Linked DNA regions of Urocitellus parryii: region 2 is linked to region 1. A link is a contact called in public Hi-C data. All regions are on one chromosome and are shown on one strand. The core of a region is the stretch at or near the end of the contact, and the rest is flanking DNA. Distances in the headings are between cores, read along the strand shown.

Region 1 (2,700 bases), core at 17-2,516:
AATTTCTCTTTCTCCACTTGCTTCTCTCACCAGGAAATCTTATTTTTTTTATTCCTAAGGGGACTATACTGATATCAGTCAAATATTGACCTGGGATTTTCACCTAATCCTGAAGATTATCTCTTTTCCTCTATAAATCTAACAATATTAAAAGCTTTATCTAATAAATTGCTGATCTTTCATTGATTTAATAATTTTTTGGCTTAAAAAACAATCCCATCAAAAGGTGAAAAAACATTCTTGAATCCTTTTTTCTCATGATGTTTTTATGATAATTGTATTACTTAGGGTATATAAGTTATGAAAAAAAGTATGAGTCTGCATCCTTAGGTATACAGCTTCTATTCAGGTATATCAAATCACGTTGTAAGTTATAAACTACAAAATTCAACACAATAAAAAAATTAATTCAACATAACAGGTGATATTTCAATGAAATAAAATCAACATGAAAATCATGGTAGCAGGTACATGGGACAATCTTATTTACACCAGACCTCCTGCACAACCATTTGCTGAGGTATTTCTCTAGCCTCCCACAATTTCCCTTTTCCTTGTGTTCTTCATTCCACTATGGTGTGTGTTAGTGGTCACTTGGTGTTATTGAATCCTTCACCCACATTAAAAACCTGTACCTGGATGTTCATAGCATTAATCATAATGATTGAAAAATTAAAAAACAACCCAAATTTGTCCATCAATAGATGAATGGATAAACAAAATTTGCTGTGTTCCACAATGGAATTTTATTCATTTTGTAAAAGAAATGAAGTCCTCAAATATGCTAGAGGCGTGAATCTTAAAATATTAGGCTGAAGCCAGTCACAAAAGATTACTTACTGAATGATTCTATTTATATGAAATGTCCAGAATAAGAAAATTCATAGAAATAGAAAGTAGAGGGGCTGGGGTTGTAGCTCAGCGGTAGAGCGCTCGCTTAGCATGCGCGAGGCGCTGGGTTTGATACTAAGCACCACATAAAAAGTAAATAAATAAAACAAGGGTAGTGTGTCCAACTACAACTAAAAATAAATAAATAAATAAATAAAATAAAAAATTTTAAAAAGTAGACTATTGGTTGTCAGGAGTTGGGAGCGACAGGGAGTGGTAAGGAATGAAAACGCTCTTAGAACTAGATAAAGTGATGATGGTTGCACAAATCTGAATACATACACCCCCCAAAAAAAAACCACAATGAGATGTACATTTTGAAGGGGAGAATTTTATTCTATGTAAATGTATCTCTATTAAAAAATTAGTTTAAATTTTTTAAACAATTGCAGGGGTGTATATTGCTCATAACAGCGCTTCGGCTACCTGGGTAATAAGAATGAAACACAGCAACACCAAGCTCCAGCAAGTGCAAAGCCAGCCCCTCTTCCGGACCACCGCGTTCCCTCGCCACGCCTCCAGGAGAGGGAAGTCCCGACATCCAGAACGCTGATTGGCTTACCTATAAGAGAGGGGCGGGATGAAAGGGATGTCAAGTCCCTTTCTGAGGGGCGGGGCGAAGGCTTGGCTCGCGAGATTTTGCTGGTTCCGCATTTCGGATCTGTGAGGTGGGGGAGGCGGGGGAGCCAGGCGCCGCGGTTCACTCAGGCCTGCCCCCTGTAAAACCCGAGCTCGGAGACCCTGCTGCCCTCCTTCCGCTGTCCGCGATCAGAGGACCGTTCTCTTCCTCTCGGTTCCCGCGCCAGTTCCGAATCCTGACGGGGCGGGGGCCAGCGGCCCCTCCCCTGCTCTCCTAGGACCGAAGATGAGCTTCCTCTTGTAAGTAGGGCCCGGCGGAGGGCGCCAGGCTGAGGGCGGAGGTCGGGGACGGCCAACAGGGTCCCGAGATGATGACCCGGCCCAGGATCAGGGTCGGGTGACTGGCGTCCACTCTGCCCCTCCTCGAGTCCACGGGGGTGCCCGACAGTAGGGAGGGCCTGACGGAGATGAAGGTCGAGGCAAAGGAAGCTGAGCTTGAGGTTGGGGCGCTGAAAGGCCCCGAGGCCGGCAGAGCCTTCAAACTTTTCCGCCCGAGCACCCCCGAGGGCTGGGAGGCGTTCTGAAGGCCTGGCCTTGCCCGGGGTTCCCAGTTTCTCTGCAGTCTCGAACTCTAGTGATGATTCTTGCTGACTTAGCTTTTTACTCTATCATATGTCTGGTTTTGTTATTGTCAGTATTAAATTACCCCCATGGAAAAATGCTGCCACAGGAAAATGTGTAGTATCATAGTTGGAGAAAGCTGGAAGTAAGATGTGGGCCTTGCAGCCAGACTCTCCTGTCCACTTTCGATTCTGCCCACTTACTGATTTTATGACTTTTTAAATACTCTTGGCCTCAGTAGAATCTCATTTTAGAAAGAAAGCTTGGGCCCAAACGAGGCTTAAATGGACAATTTTTAAGTTCTCTGATTTTTTATGCACATTGAGATTTGAGAAGCCTTGCTCTATAGCATCTTATTCTTAGGTGATTCTCTCTCATACAGTATTGCTCAGCTGTATGCTTAAATAATCATTTTAGTGATGAACATGATCCACTTGTTTGGCATTTTAAATTTTATTGAAATACAGTGTTTCATAACCAGAGTTTACCCCTTCTTTAATGTGAGAAATTTTAGATTCTTTCTATTGTATTTTGCTTGTTGATGGACACTTGTGTTATTTACACATTTTGGCTATTCATTAATGCTGCTATGAACATGTTTTTGTGTGG
Region 2 (2,700 bases), core at 129-2,628, 190 kb before region 1:
AGCATTTGTTTTTTTGGGATTGGCTAACTCCACTTAGCATTATATTCTCCAACTCCATCCATTTACCTGCAAATGCCATGATTTTATTCTCTTTTAATGCTGAAAAATGTTCCATTGTGTATTAAATCTTATTTTGATGATGATAGGACGATGATGATTTTTTGGTACCAGGGACTGAATCCAGACCCACATTCCCAGCCCTTTTTATGTTTTGAGTCAAGGTCTCTCTGAGTTGCTTAAGGCCTCTCTAAATTGCTGAGGCTCATTTTGAATTTGGAATCCTCCTGCCTCAGCCTCCCAAGTCACTGGGATTACAGGCATAGGCCACCAGGCCCATTTATTTTGATTTTTGAACCATATGGAAATATTATTCATTCAGAATAATTTTAAAAATGTAGAAAGTGAAATGGGGGGGGGAGGATGAGTAGTAGAGGGGTGAACAATACATCCCTCTAACATTACCTCTCACTCCCACCCACCATCAATGTTATGTATATTTTGGGTTGTTTTGAACTTGAGATTACTGAGACAAACATATCTTTGTAATAGTTATATTTCAAACTCAGATTCACTCCATTCTCCTAACAATCAGTTGAAATAGATACTATCATCACATCCTCAAACGAGGATCACTAACATCCTCCTTTACAAATTGAGGAAACAGAGGCACGGAGAAGTTAGGTAATTGGCCCAAGATCTCATCTAGCTAGTAAATTGCAGTTAGAATTCGAGCCCATGTCTGTAAAATCCTGGCTCTCCCAACATCTTTATACAAACATTTTTGCAAACTTATTTGGTTATTTATTTAGGTTACATTATTAGAAGCGGGCACACTGAGTCAAGAAGTTTAATTTTTTAGAATATAAAAGCTCCAAATGCCATTATGAAAATTTGACTTATTTTACATTACCATCAAAAAGGCATGAGAATGTTTCCATCCACACATGATGGCTGACACTGAGTAGCAACAAAATTTATGTTTTTCTCCAACTTAGCCAACAAAATATGTTTTATTGCTACTGTTTTAACTGGCAGTTTAGCACTCAAAAGCTTGTAAAAGGTTCTCCAAATCTTCTACCCAGTCTTCCCTTCGCCGACGGAGGGCGCTGGCCACGACGCACCTCTCAACGAAGGTCCTTATCAGCTTCCCAGGCTCACTGCGCATGCGCTTATCATGCCCTAGTTGTCCAGCTGTATGCCTGATCGATGTTTTCTCCGCCGAGCTTGGCGACCACTTCTAAGCCAGGCGGGTACTGCGGAAAAGAGTAGTGTTTTCTGTAAATTCAGAACGCCCCTGGGTTTCTGGGACGAGGGGTTCTGAAGTGAGTCTGGAGGGTCGGGCGGTGCGTCGGGCAGCCCACGAGGGCGGGGCGGCGGGGCGGGGCTCGCCGGGTCTTGGGCGTCGGTCGCCGGTGGGGCCCGAAGAGGGCGCGGAGCCCCTGACAGGACAGGTACGAAGGCGGTATTTCTGCCTGCTGTCTGCTGTCCGCCCTCCACATGTTCGTGAGGTTCTCGCATTGGGCTGTGGGTTCGGCGCTGGCCTAGGGCGCTGCACAGAGCCGGGTGTGTGACGAGGGCAGGCAAGGTTGGGCCGCGGCAGGGGTGGGTGCCCGCCGTGGTCTGGATGTTTGAACCCAGGCTCGACCTACCCCCCTGAGCTCTTCAGCCTGGTGTTCGACCTGGGTCAAAGTGCCTGTGCCTCAGACTTCCTCCAGAACTGCAAGGGTCCTCCTCTTTTCTCGGGAGCTTCTGAGGCATCCCTGAACCCATACCAAGCCACAGGTTTCCTGTGGGCACATGGTTGAGAAATTTGTCTCAAACGGGGGAAAAATTAGAGGACTCAAGCATCAGGGTCTACATATGGGTTTGGTGTGTGTGAACCCCCTCTACGGGGGTCCGCCTTAGCTGTTGGCGTGATGACTCTTGAAAAGTCATCTTGCACATCTCTCGATTTCAGGCAGAACCACAGGTAAATCACACAGACGAGGAACTGCTGTTTTTAAAGACACAGAGATTTAGAAACTTACCCTCATTTATTGCAGTGAAGACAGCAGCAAGCCTTTACTGACCGTTTGCTACTCTGGTATACTTAAAGTACTGAGAGTCCAAGAGCTATTAGGTAGAGGTTGACATTCTTTGCCTGGTATATTGCCAGAGCCTGAGCTGCGGGATGTTAAAAGAGATAATAACTTCATTACTACTATTATTTATAAAACCCATTTTTGCTCAAATGTGTTAAGAAAATTCCTGGTTAAAGTTTTCTCTACTTCAAACTATTTCAGAACCTTCAGTATGCTAGTGATATTTACTGTGAATTTCCATCTGGGGGTATGTATGGAGAGTTTCCCAGAGTTTACTGGGAAATACTATTTTTCTTGGGTTATACCTCTGTTTAATGTTTGGTACAGTTTGGGAAATGCAGTATCTGAATTAGAAATTCACTGGAAGGGGCAGTACAGGCCAGTGCTTTTCTAACTTTTATGATGCAGACATTTAATGGGGTCTTGTTAAAATACAGATTCCATGGGTTATGCATTTCTAAAAAGTTTCCAGGTAATGATAATGCTACTATTTTGTGGACCACACTCTGAGAAGCAAGGGTGTAAATTACTGGATTCACAGTTAGAGATCATTTTCTGCTTCTTGTCCTTAAGAACAAACTGCTGCCTTGGGTGAGTCACTTCATCGGTCCAGGCCTTA

The links. A called contact is a pair of places that touch in the nucleus more often than the background predicts.
Region 2: a Hi-C map of liver shows a contact between it and region 1, with 5 times the contacts expected there. The contact joins the promoter of Dctn1 here to the promoter of Mob1a in region 1. A contact is called at or near these places in 2 of 2 Hi-C or Micro-C datasets (liver and muscle).

Annotation. Positions count from the first base shown.
Region 1 is chr12:93,152,567-93,155,266 of mUroPar1.hap1, reverse strand. It overlaps Mob1a (MOB kinase activator 1A), which reads left to right and starts at 1,266. Exons shown (of 6, transcript XM_026397400.2): 1 at 1,266-1,770. The coding sequence starts at 1,757.
Region 2 is chr12:93,340,210-93,342,909 of mUroPar1.hap1, reverse strand. It overlaps Dctn1 (dynactin subunit 1), which reads left to right and starts at 1,378. Exons shown (of 28, transcript XM_026397408.2): 1 at 1,378-1,451.